Regions from separate parts of the Mus musculus genome. Here region 1 is linked to region 2. Evidence: chromatin contacts called from public Hi-C data. All regions are on one chromosome and are shown on one strand. The core of a region is the stretch at or near the end of the contact, and the rest is flanking DNA. Distances in the headings are between cores, read along the strand shown.

Region 1 (6,580 bases), core at 3,052-5,551, 1.5 Mb after region 2:
GCCACACAGGTCTCCGCTTCAGCATGCCCTAGCTCCAGGACGTAAAGATGAATGGTGAGCCCCGGCTATGACTCGCTAGTCTCTCCACACTTCATCTGCTACAACTTCCGGCTTAGACATGGAAATTCTCTGTGAAGACAATATCTCCCTGAGCTCAATTCCAAACTCCTTAATGCAATTAGGTGACGACTCGAGGCTCTACCCTAATGACTTCAACTCCAGGGATGCTAACACTTCCGAAGCCTCGAACTGGACAATTGATGCTGAAAACAGAACCAACCTCTCCTGCGAAGGGTACCTCCCACCGACATGCCTCTCCATTCTTCATCTCCAGGAAAAAAACTGGTCTGCTTTATTGACAACTGTCGTGATTATTCTCACCATTGCGGGAAACATACTGGTCATCATGGCAGTGTCCCTAGAGAAAAAGCTGCAGAATGCCACCAACTATTTCCTGATGTCACTTGCCATAGCTGATATGCTGCTGGGTTTCCTTGTCATGCCCGTGTCCATGTTAACCATCCTGTATGGTGAGTGGTGTTAGCATGTCAGCTGTCCTCACCATAGTCCCAAAGAGCTTGTGCATGCTGTTAGTGGAGGGACTGGGGCTCCAGGAGAGAAATAGACAGGAAACTTTGTTTTAGTCTTAAAATTTTATTTTTCTTGAGAGAAAAAAAAAAGTCAGACAGCCTAGTACCTGGTCATTGGTGAGTTGTGTGTCTTAGAATGGATACATCTTTGTAGAGAAATTATTACCTGTATTCCAATACTCTGTGAGCATAATTTAGCTGTCATTCTGTGCCCATGCGATTTTTTTCCTGCTTTTATTTGCCAGCCTCGGGACAGAACAGTTTTCTGTTTCTCACCGGGTTCTCAGCACTTCTAATGGAGTGGTAAAACCTTCCCAATTACCTTGGAACATTTGCAGAGAGAGCATTAGTGCTGGAGGAGTGGGTTTAATGTTAAAATATTCAGAGTCTCCATTAGAATAAATGAATTACTCTGGTTTTAATTGCCCCCTCCCCCCCCCCAAGCCCAGAGAAGACAATATCTAAGAAAACCTTTGAGTTATTCTTTAAAAAATGCACACACATAAACTCCTGTCTGGTTTTGGAGGGTGGAAAACAAACTGAAAGCTCTCAGTCTTGCTTTCCTTGCTACGGTTTGACAGTGTCAAACTTCCCAGGAAGTCAGCAAACACTGGGATGGCTTTCATGGAGGGGCAGAATGTGAGACTCTTTCAAAGTGTGACTAATACAGCCGGATCCCTCCTAACAATGAGCAAATGAAAGAATATTCGCACTACTGGCACATGCCCTTGGCAGTCACCCGAACTACAGGCAGTTTTCCCTAAAATTCACCTTTACAGGGGAATTTTCTGGCCAAGTCCTAGAGGCTACAATATGAACATGTCCATCCAGCCCCGAAAAGCTTCAAGGAAGAAGGAAGCAAGCCAGGAGTAGCAAGCATCCATTTGCCCCGGCTTGACCATTCAAATGACACACCCAAATAATTCCATTAAATTTGCTTATCATTTCTCAGCCACGGGAGAGATGCTCTCACTTCCTAAAACCCTGGCCAGCCCTCAGAGGCAAACCCTACTATGGGGTGAGCAGGGTGACTCTGCAAGAACCCAAACCACAGCAGGAAGGCAGAGGGACCTGCTGGGCAGCAGGGGTAATCCTGGCCACGTAGGAAGTGCAGCAGGTCCCTGGACTCAGCTCGGGGTACAAGGCTGCCCCCTAGTGACGACTTCTGGGGATGCAGCCTAGAGTCTAGTTGACACTTAGCCAGGCTGGCCCTAGCACACAATTCACAAACCTGTCTTGCACAAATATTCTCTTCTTACCCTTTGGTAAGAAACTTTAAGGGGAGAAGTTTCTTTCCTGAGACTAAAGCTAGAAGATTTGGGATTAGATTTAGGTCCAGCATCCTTTCCTTTTCTGAATACCCCTGGAGGCAGCAAGGTAGAAATAAGACTTGTGCAAAAGGAGGGTCTGCTTAGCCTGAGCTCTAAACTATCCTAAAGAAAGTACTGATCTCTAATCTTCCTTCCTATTCGCAGGCAGATGTAATATTGTTGCTCCTTACATTAGCAGAACAAACCAACAGTCTATCCAAGTGTCTGGTCCTCTCCAAAACACTCAGAAAGGAGCAGGGCACTTCATTTATGTCACCAAGGCATCTCAGGCAGCAGAGAACCTGCCAAGCTTCCTGCCTTGGACTCTGGGGAGTTTTAAAATCCTTTGACATTGGGGCTTCATCTCTAGCCACCCTCCAGAGAGAATGATTTAAATGGGCCCAAAGCTATACTGTTTGATTGTGAGACATCGGAGGGGGGCGAGTGTCACCTTTGCCCTAAGCAGGGGTTGTTCCCTGAGTGCCAATACCAGCCTCAGCAGTATGATTTCTTAAGTTTTTTTTTTTTGTTTTGTTTTTTTTTTTTTTTGGAAAATGCACATTTCCCAGCCTGTTCCAGACTTACGGAAGCAGAATCGCCAGAGGTGGGTCTCCATTTTAAGGAGCCACCTGCGAAAACCAGCTGTCACCTGTAGTTTGAGCACTGCCCTGAGACAAAGCTCCAAGTCCAGATACCCTTGATATTCTTCACCATCCTCAATGTTTCTCACATGCCCCAAATTTAATAAGACACATTAAGGGACTGTGCACCATAAAAAAAGACATTCAAGAGATTTGAAGACGATTCGTCACACAGCCACTAATTGCCTGTCTATGTGAGACTGGACATGTCTAAGAGTGACTAAGATTAGACTAGCTATAGGGACCCTAACCCCAAAGAAAATTATGTGGATAAATAAAGGCTGTATGTGACCGGCAACATCAATTGAAGGGCTCAGAACATAACTTTGGACACATTGCTAAATAAAAGTGGCTTTGACCAGGTAGAGGGTGAGAGAGACTCCATTCCAGAGGAAAAAGCAAATTCCTCCTTCATTAATGCAATTCCACAGGTCAGAAACCTTCAACCCTGCACTCCCCTGCCCGTGCCATCACAGTGCACACTGGCTGTTGGTTTAAATATTGAAAGTCTCTTGTAGTTCCCTTGCCTGTCACCTCTACCTGTCCCCAAGTTGTAAGTCCTGGGGTATAGATTACACGCTGCAGAAAGCACGAAGCTAGCTATTCACTGATGCTAAACTTCTGCCCCACAGGGTACCGGTGGCCTTTGCCCAGCAAGCTCTGTGCCGTCTGGATTTACCTGGATGTGCTCTTCTCCACGGCGTCCATCATGCACCTCTGCGCCATCTCCCTGGACCGCTACGTGGCTATCCAGAACCCCATTCACCATAGCCGCTTCAACTCCAGAACCAAAGCCTTCCTGAAAATCATTGCGGTGTGGACCATATCCGTAGGTAAGCTGGACCACCTGGCAGGGTGGCATCTGAAACTAGAGTCTGTCCCTTCCCGGGAGACACGTTCCACATGGCTGTGGTGAAACCTGACTCTCTGAGTCTGTGGTTTCATGTGTTGCAAGGTATGTCTCCACTTCATGGTTATTGGAGTCGTTCTAGGAAAGGAGAAGCTGCAGATGCCAATGGCTGACGGCATCTGTCCATATTGTTTTGCACACGTAAGAAAAAGCACAGCAGCGGATCCTAAGGCAGGAATGCCTGTGTTCTTTCTCACATCCGAGCTCAACACTCTAAGCCTTGGGTCTCCCCGAAACCTATCGTTACTGGACTGTGATTGCTAAGGAATATGGGCACTTGACCCAGACAGCATTGGCCTTGAAGGAGGATCCAGAAAGGGGGCAGAAGCTGAGGACAGAGGGAAATGGCTTAAAGGGTTGGGCATTGCAGCTGCCTGGTACCTCTGTGGCCTTTCTCCCTGCTGTGACATCCACACCAAAGGATTCCAACCCACTTCTGTTAGGCCCGATTACACACACTTACCTCTGGCTAGCATTGATCTCCTGTCACTATAAATAGGATCTAAAGGAGCAGCTCTCAGGCAGCAAAGTCAATTTTACCTGTCACCTCAAAATACTTAGTTTGTAATCAAAGATTCCCTGAGACCTGCTGTCAAGTCTCAAAGCTTCTCAAAGGGAAACGCTATGTTTGCTAAGGCCCTTGGGGTATCTACTTCCTGGAAAGAGTGCAGGGTTTGATGGTAGATTAAAATTCCAGAGCTCATTTAATGCTACCTACTACTTTGTAATTTAAAATACCTATTAATGGGGGTCAGAGAGATACATTAACATTAGAGCTATCTATCTATCGCTGTCCTTGCTTCCAGCTCCTACAAGGGTGACTCACCACCCAGTTCCAAGAGATTCATCCCCCTCTTCTGGCCTCTTAGTGCATCAGGAACACACATGTGTGCAAACACACATGTGTGCAAACATACAGGCAGGTAAAACGTCCATAACACATAAAATAAAAGCGATTTTTTCAAATACTTATCAGCAAGCACAGTCTGTGCTCCTTGGTTTCCTTCCTGCTAATAACAGGAGTTAATGTGACGTCATCTCCACTTTGTAGAAGAGGAACGGGTGTTCTAAAAGGGAAATGAGGGGCGTGTGCAGCAAGTGTGAGCACAGTGAGCACTCTCTGGCTCTGATGGTAACAACAACGGGTTATGGTTACACAGCATCTTTGCACATTTTGGGAAAACCTCACCAGTTTTTCACCTTGAGCCTTAAGTTATCACTAGAGGTCAGCAGCACAGATGAATACCGTTGTATTTGTTTGATGCGTCGGGGGACCTCAGGAAATAGGACTTGTGGTTTCCTGGGTCACAGGTCTGACTCACAAGTGCTATAGCCTGCTGGCACGGAGCCCTCCTCTTTCTGCTGAGTGTAGCACACCTCCCTTAGCTGACAGCTTCAGATCCAAGAAAAGGCTGATGGCATTGTTCTGTGCAACCTAGGACTCCTCCTCACCTGGAACAGGAGGGTAAAGCGGCCAGCAGGTGTCCATCCAAGCTGCTTGTCACCACTCTGGAGAATTCTTAGGTTTAAACGGCTGGGTGTTCCTAAGAGAGGTCCACGGTTGAGGACCACATGAGCCAGATTATCAGAGAAGGAAGCAAGGTCAAAGGGTCAAGTGCAATTCACGCAGCAAAGTACACTGTCTTCCCTGCATAGACTGTCCTGCTAGCCGAGCATAAACTGAAGTGGCCCATCAGCTTTTCTTTCCGTGTGTGTGTGTGTGTGTGTGTGTGTGTGTGTGTGTGTGTGTGTGTGTGTTCATGTGTCTGTATATTCAATGTGGTGGCCAAATGTTGATGTCAAGCACCCTCTTTAGTTTATCTATACTTTATGAGTCAGGGTCTCTTGCTGAACCCAGAGCTTGTCGATTTGACCAGTCTAGACAGCTATTTTTGCTCCAGGGATCCTGTCTCTGCTTCCGCCTCCTGAGGGTTAGGGTTACAGGAAGCCCATCACATTTACATGAGTGCTGAAAATCTAACTCTGGCCCTCACATTGTACAGCAAGGACTTGTACCCACAGAGCCATCTCTTCAGTCCCAGAGTTCGTTACCTTACCCATGGCCAAAACAACTCTCCATCCCTGTCAACCTTCATAGTGACACCATTAACAGAAGTTAGACATTTATTCTGAAAAATGTACAGACCCAGTCCTGTACAGAGCACCTCGTGGGTAAGTCCCTTGCACAGGATCGAAACACTTAGAGCCAAGAGTCATCTCAGGCCAATCCAGCTCTAAAATCTGCACTTTTTCTACTACCTAATAAGGCTGTCTGCCCTAGCTCTTTCTGGCTGTCATCCCAGGAGCGAGACAGGTTAGAATGGTTGTAAGGATGCTGACCAATGGACATCGCTACAAAGAAGTGTTCAGGAATGATCATCCCTCTGTCCTTTTGGTTATGCTAGAGTAAACCAGATGACAGAGTGTGTATTCAAGTACCTCTCCAACTGTGGTAGAAGACACTTAAATTTAAGAAAACTAGAGGTCACCCAACCTTGTAACTACCTGTGAGATGATGCTCTGAGAAACAATCAGATAAGAAATGCTAAAAACAAAAAGTCAGTTCTACCCTGGGTCCTGAAGAAGCTCGGGACTCACTTCCTGCTGACTTTTCGGCTCTTGCTTCTGGTTCTACTGTTTTGTTTTTGGGTTTGAGGTTTCAGTTTGTGGATTTATGCTTGGATCCTTAGTCCAACTGGAATTGTTTCCTGTTGTTTTGTCTTGTTTTGTTTTTTTAATCGTGTATAGTCAACAAATGAAACTGATTTCAAAATGCACACTGTGGTGATTGAACCTATACATGTTTTGTAAAATAAATACTGTAATTCAATTAGTCAACTTCTCCATCCGCTCACCAAGATGCCCTGTAGTTTTCAGTCAGAACATGGAGAAACTTACAAGAGTAAAACTCAGAGTTAGCAAATGCAGATACCACATCATTCACGGGGTCCCCTGAGCTAATCCGTCTCCCTGCCCCCACTCTGTCTATGGTAATGGAGCCAGCCTTGCCAGAGAGGAAATATTCTAAGGTGGTTCTACATTCACTTCTGGCTAGCAGACTATTTAAACATTAAACTCAGTGACTCAACATTTCCCAGAGTCCTGTGCTGAGGGAAGGGAAAGACAGAA
Region 2 (7,221 bases), core at 3,621-6,120:
CGTGCCATTTCCTCACACGGGGTGGGCTGATAGGCTTTGACAGAACCAAATCTAAATCTGCTGAACAAAAGCCCTGGGTTTAACGAACTCTTTCCTCCCTCATCCAGGGACTATCCCAAAGTACTGGTTCCATAAATGAATATTGAGCTTAAATAGAGTAAATAAATAAATAAATAAATAAATAAATAAACAACAATCCCTTAGCCAAGCATAGTGGCATATTCTTGGTATCTCTGCACTCGGGAGTCTGAGACAGGAGAATGGCTAGTTCCAGGCTAGTCTGGGATCCGTACTGAGGTTCTCGTTCAAATCACCATTGTCGTCATTATCGTCATTACCATCCAATGAGGATCTTTTAACAAAAAATAAAGATGTTGTTATCCTCTTGCTATCTGTTTCATAACTAAAACCACCAGAAACCACAATACCCGTGGCTGTGGCTGACTCTTCCATTTGGCTATCAGAGGAAGGAAAGGAAGAGTAGGAAAGGAGAGAGAAGACACTAGCTTTAAAAAAGCCTTTTTATCTTTGACATATGCTCACAGATCTCTCTCTGCCAAGCAAATGGAGCACTTGCCTTCAGGGAGGAGAATCAAGCCAGTCTCCATCTTCTCTACTAAAGGCAAGTAGCTACTTCCCTCAGAGGGTATCATGTCATCTCTGGTAGCAGAGGCGACAACCCAGCTGTAGATAGTATTAGAAATTCAGAGATGTTACACACCTCATTCTGCAGGGCAGGGATTGGCCCCCAGACCCCGAGACTTCCATCACTGGCCAGAAGGACACTGAGAAATGCCCCTTTTTTGTCCCTCTAGGATTCTGGCTGGGAGGTTTCCTAAGTTTCTTCTCATTCTCATTCTGTGGCCCCAGAAAGTGAACCCTCAGAGGTGGGACTTTGGTTTCTTCCGTTGCCCGTGCGATGTGTAAACGTGGAGCAAGGCAGGGCCTTCTTCACTTTGTGGTAAGAAGTAATGGTCCCCACATTGGTCTGTTCTCTTTCCTGCCCTCACAAACCCCTTAGAAGGAAGGACCGGGCGTTACAAGGAGCTACCATTGCCCACCCCACCCCAGGAGAAGAGGCCCTTAGAGAAGCCTGTAAGCCTACAAGGGCTCCCTCCTGCTGTACTAACTCACTCTGTATCTCTTAAGGGCTTATATCCATTTACCCAGTCTTCTTCAAATATTTGAGAAAAAAATGTAACATATCCCAAGCACTTTTCAAGGCCTAGGAAATACAATATCCTTTCCTTCCCAGAGCCTTCTGGGGAATATGAAAACTAAATACACAATTGTAAAGGATGTTCACAATTGAGACAAAGGAGGTGCACAAGCTATCCCATAAGATTTAAGATCCCCTTTAACTTTACTCGACGACAAGATAATACCTTAGCTTGTCATCGTGTCCTAGAAGGTCAGAGAACATGAGAGTCCTGGACCTAGGTCAGAAGCAAGGGACTTTAGTTCTTATCCCCTCTGAGCAGGGTGCAGAGTGCCCTTCCCTCAAGCTCCAGCAGGCCAGACGACTGCTGTCAAGCCCTAAGCAGCATAATAGCTCAGGAGGTCCCTGCTTAGAGTCTACCCATTCCCTAGCAGATGGGAAGGAAGTCTCTGGAAAGTCATCCTTTGCACAGCCCCTTACCTTGTTATTTAAGGTCCTTCACAGCAAACACAGCCCAGAGAAAGGGCCCAGGGAAAAGCACACATGGGACTTAGCATCCTTGGAACTCTCAGCGAGAAGTTTTGGGGGTCCCAGAATAACTCCCACCTCTAGAGCAACTTTGCTGGGAAACTTCCCAGACCCAGAGCTGGCTCTTCACCCCTTGTTCTCCTTGTTTGTTTGTTTGTTTGTTTGTTTGTTTGTTTTACATTCCATGTTGATGCTTAACCTGGTAAACCTGGGTAGCCACCAACAGAAGGTGGTAAGGAGGCAGGAACTGCGCTCCCTCCTGCTGGCAAGTGCTCTGAGGTGGCCTTGGGTAAAGAGCTTAATTTCTTCTTTCTGGGACTCCTCACCTGTAAATGGAAGATAATGATATTCTCCTACCTCCTCTTCAGAATTAATTAATGGTTGGGCTGACCTCTGGGTCTACAGATGAAAGGCTGTCATTGCAAGCCACGTGCATCAACATTACCTCATTACCAACGTCATATCATCGTTAACATCATCTCATCATCATCATCATCTCATCATCATCATCATCATCATCATCGTTATCACCATAGCCAAGAGTCCCCATGATAAAAGCTACAGAATTCCCACAGGAAGCTCCTGAAGGCCTCCCCCTTGCTAAGCCTTTCAGCCTCCTCTTCTACACCTTCTAAAAGAACCAACCAACTCTCCTCCCCTTTGGCAACTCTCACTCTCCACAGCTAAGAGCTGGTTATTGTCCTGGGACCCCAGTTTCACACACCCTCACTTTGCAATGCCTTTCTCCCAACAACTGAACCTGAGCACTTAGGACAAACTCCAAAGGAAGACTATTAAACAGATGGACCGGGAGCAGGTGAAGGAAGCCTTAAGACACTTTCAGAAGGTCTCAAGAAAGAAAGAAGGCCTCACCCCCAGAATTTCCCACCAAATGACTAACTTATTACACCTTTCCTACTTCCTGTGTGGACTGATACAGAAGAGCAGTGTTTCCCTTCCGTGCAATGTGATGATGTAATGGTCATGATCTTCTTGGTGCATTCATGTTTTCTGCTGCTATTGCTGACTACTAGAGGCTAGATAACTTGGAGAATTAAAGTTTCTTTAACCCATGATTGTAGAGTGTTGGAGGTCCTTAGGTAGTCTGTGTTTGGGGCATCTTCTTGCCAATGGGATCCCTGCAGACTCTCGTGGCCAGAGGAATCCATACAAGAGACAAACTGGTTTGTAACAGACACACCCAGCTTGGGGATAAGACTATTTTAGTCGACCAATCCATCAGGAAGCTAGTCATTTCTTAAAAATCCCACCTGGTCCTACACTGTCACAAGGGGGACCAAATTTTGACAGGAATTTCGGTAGGCTCTAAACCATAGCACCTGGGACTCTGACGTAGCCAGCTGCTTGTGCTGAAATGAATTGGTAAGTGTGATTTGCTGCACTCTCCTCGTTGCTGAGCCTCCTTTAGCCCTCATCTTGGCTCCCTTGGGAATCCACCAAAATGAATGGCTTGCTAAGCCTTTTTGGTTATGATTCAAGTACTGCTTGGCTGTAGATTAGCATTCAGATGTGAAGGCTGTTGAGAGACTGACTCAGCTACTGGGTCAGTGATGCCCAGCCCCAGCATGTAATGGCAAGTTGCATAAGGACACTAAAGTAGCACTTTAAGCTTCTGGGGACTCAGATATTACCTGGTGGTGATCATTTGTATTTCCTCCTGTGTGCTGGGCATTGTTCTATTCCTCTTGTACAAAAAGACCTATAATCCTCAAACAAGGAAGTAAATTCTATTATTGCCTCTGCTTTACAGGATACAAAACAGAGAGACAAAGAGCTTAAATGCCCAGCTCCCTGTGGGTGGTGCCACCCTGGAAAGAGAGTCCTTCTAGCTAGAAGAAAGGCAGTTGAGCAAGCCTTGGAGAACAAAACAGTAAGCAGCACCCCTCTACGGTCTCTGCTTCAGCTCCTGTCTCCAGGTTCCTGCTTGAATTCTTGGCTTCCCTCAGAGATGGACTGAGATGTGGAACTATATGGCAACAAATCCTTTTCTCCCCAGGCAGGGTTTGGTGAGTGCTTTATCACAGCAACAGGAACTAGGGCACTGAGTCTTGGGCTAAAAGGTTCAACACGAGACTTTAGAATAGTGGTTCTCAGCTTGTGGGTTGTGACCCCTTTGGGGGTCAAACAATCCTTTTACAGGGGTTGCATATCACATATCCTGCATCTCATACCATATCATATCATACCATATCATATCATACCACATCATATCATACCATATCAGATTATGACTCATAACAGTAGCAAAATTACAGTTATGAAGTAGCAACAAAATAATTTTATGATTGGGGGGCGTCACCACAACACGAGGAACTGTATTAAAGAAGCAGCATTAAGAAGGTTGAGAACCACTGGCTTATAACATAGAGATAGTTACATGCAAAAGAACAAAAGAAAACTTAGGCACAGTTTGTCACAAAAGTTAACTCAATGTAAGTCACAGGACTACATATAAAGGACATTCTATAAGATGCCTAGGAGAAAGTACTTTTTAAAATCTTAATTATTAGAAATTTGGTATAACTTTTTAAAGCCCAAGGATAATTTTATTAAAGCTCAAAAAAACAAAACAAAACAAAACACAACACAACAAAACTCCCCAGGGCAATGAGCTTAAACTCAGCAGGTGCCTAGAGAAAGCAGAGATACCTTTTAAAAATACACCAACAAAGGCAGAATCCAAATCGCTGACTTAAACTTTACTATGTTGAAAACTCCTCCTGAGACAGACACTAACAAGAAGATAAGGAGTCCTTGGGAGAAACTATTTACAGAGCATACATCTAATAAAGAACTCAGGTCCAAACTATGCAAAGAACTCTTGAACCTCAGCAGGCCATCCAATGAAAAGCCAGAAGGTAGGAATTGACAGCCCGCCAACCAAGATACACAGATAGCACAGAGCATCTGAAAAGCTGCTTAACCGCGGGCCATTAAGGAACTGCAAATTAAAAGCTCTGCCAGGTGCAACTACACTCCTGTTAGAATGGCTAAAGTCCAAAATCGCCTCCCGACGACTGTAACTGCTGGCAAAGACGCAAAGGTGAACCTTTCATTCCTTGCCAGTAAGAGAATAGAACAGTGCTGACACTTTAAGAGACAGTGGCATGAGCTGTGGCGGTTAAAAGTTGCTACACAAACGTGGGGATCGAGGAACAGAGTTCAGATCCCAGCACCTAAGTGAAAACTGGGTGTGGTCCTACACAGGCCTGAAACCCCAGTGCTGAGAAGGTGTGGCTTCCTGATGGGCAGCCTAGCCAAAAAACTTGGTTCAGTTAGAGACTGCCTCAAAGGGACCAAAACCGTCTGATAAGACACCTGACAGCTTTCTCTGGCATTTGCACACAAGCACAGGCATAGATACCCGTGTGTACATCACACATGCACAAGCTCTCTGTTGTTCTCTTTCTCTGTCTGTCTGTCTGTGTGTGTCTATCTGTCTCTCTCTTCTCTCTCTCTCTGTCTCTCTGTGTCTCTCTGTCTCTCCCCCCTCTCTCTCTCACACACATACACACACACACTAAACATTCCCTCCATGAAGCCAATATTACTCTGATACTAAAAACAGACAGATAGATACATAATAAAAAGGGAAACTGCAGATCTCTCTCTCTCTCTCTCTCTGATGAACATAGGCACAAAAATTTTCAGCACAGTATTTGCAAACATAGTCAAAGAGTACATGAAGAGAGTCGCATAACACAACCAAGGTAGTTTCCTCCCAAGGATGGGAGGGTGGTTGTTGGTTCAATGTACAGCAAATACAAGTCAATATGTATGCCGTAACAGATAGACATAAGTGCAGAAATCACATGGTTATCTCAATACGTGTAGAAAACATAGTTCAACATGGCTTCACAACAGAAGTCATGGAGAAATTAGGACTAGACAGACCTCGAAATAATAAAACAATAATAATAACAAATCTGTAGCCAGCACATAAAATTGGGGGGGAGGGGGATCGAGAGAATTTTCTCTAAAAATCTGGAATTAAACAATTAATCCCCCTTTTCCACACTTGCTCTTTTGTTATTCATTTAGGGCTCAGTCTTAGCTAGAGCCACAAGACAAGCAGGCCATATAAAAGGTTTACAAATAGGAAAAGGAGTCAAGTTATCCCCACTTGCAGTCAAAACGATGCTATACTTAAAAGATGCTGCAGACTCTACCAGAAGACTTTCATATGCTAATGCTAACAAACACATCCAATAAAGTTGGGGGATATGAGAACAATATACAAAAATCAGCAGCTTTTTATATACCAATAACAAATTTGCTCAGAAAAAAAAAATAGGAAAACTATCCTATTCTCAATAGCTTCCTTTAACAGTACCCAGGAACAAAGTGAAGGCAATAAAAGACTTTTGTGAGGTAAGCTTTTAAGATCTATTTTTGGGCTGTAAGAAAGCTTAGGAAGTAAAAGTGTATAATTACACACACACACACACACACACACACACACACACACACACATACACACACACACGCACGCACTGTAAATACCTGTGGCGGTCCCAAGGACAACCTCAGATTTCATTCATTGCCTTCCTTGTTTCTGACAGGATCTTTGTTGTACAGTACTGTCTACACACCATACTAGCCAGCCTACAAGCTTTCAGGAATTCTCATGTGTCTGCGTCTATCTTGCCATGGAATTACATGGGATTACAGACACATTCTTCAGTGTCTAGTTTACACGTGTTCTAAGGATTTGAACTCATGTCCTCAAGCATGAATAGCAAGGGCTTTACCCACTGTGCTGGGCTAGCTTCATGTCAACTTGACACAAACCAGAGTTAGCTGAAAGAAGAGAACCTTAATTGAAAAAAAATGCCTCTATAGGATCTGACGGTAAGGCATTTTTTAAAATGGGTGATTGATGGGGGAAGGCCCAGTCTATTATAGGTGGAGCCATTCCTGGGCTAGTGGTCCTGTGTTCTATATGAAAGCAGGCCTAGCAAGCCATGGGGAGCAATCCAATGAGCAGCATCCCTCCATGGCCTCTGCATCAGCTCCTGCCTACAGAATCCTGACCTGTTTGAGCTCCTGTCCTAACTTCCTTCAGAGAGTACCATGTAGAAGTGGGAGCCAAATGAGCCCTTTCCTCCTCAGCTTGCTTTCAGCCATGGTGTTCCATCACAGCAACAGAAGTCCTAACTAGGACTCCCCCTGAGCCAACCATCTCTGGAGCCTGATGATTATGTCTTGCTAAGCACAGCCACCTCTTCTATATTTGTGCGTAAGCACAAATCCTGCAACTTACAACATGATTGGACTGCTACAATTTGCATTTTGTAGCCCTTTTCTGTCACTGGGAGAATATAAAGTCAACATTACTGGCAGATAATAGAACAATAGGCAAACCAATGTGAGACATACTATATCTCATAGCCACGGAGGCTAGCCATGAAAAGCCTGCTTGCTCTAGTTCTTGGAGGAAGGAATATTTTAGGGGCTTTCTTTGTGTCCATTGAACTATTTCTTTCAGTCTTCGCAGAAATCATGAGAGCGGA

Evidence for each region. A called contact is a pair of places that touch in the nucleus more often than the background predicts.
Region 1: a contact with region 2 is called in a Hi-C map of the G1E-ER4 cell line, with 2.9 times the contacts expected there. The contact joins two enhancer-like sites. A contact is called at or near these places in 2 of 484 Hi-C or Micro-C datasets (the Ba/F3 cell line and the G1E-ER4 cell line).

What each region holds. Positions count from the first base shown.
Region 1 is chr14:74,641,815-74,648,394 of GRCm38.p6, forward strand. It overlaps Htr2a (5-hydroxytryptamine (serotonin) receptor 2A), which reads left to right. Exons shown (of 3, transcript NM_172812.3): 1 at 1-530; 2 at 3,174-3,374. The coding sequence starts at 119. Among named protein-coding and RNA genes, the nearest start is that of Htr2a, 4.2 kb to the left of the region's middle. Within about 2 kb of position 4,302, at least 105 of the 459 cell types and tissues checked have an H3K27ac peak or open chromatin away from gene starts, as enhancers often do. A contact at or near this core is called in the G1E-ER4 cell line, where this site is marked.
Region 2 is chr14:73,107,716-73,114,936 of GRCm38.p6, forward strand. No RefSeq gene overlaps it. Among named protein-coding and RNA genes, the nearest start is that of Gm35388, 8.4 kb to the left of the region's middle. Within about 2 kb of position 4,871, at least 28 of the 459 cell types and tissues checked have an H3K27ac peak or open chromatin away from gene starts, as enhancers often do. A contact at or near this core is called in the G1E-ER4 cell line, where this site is marked.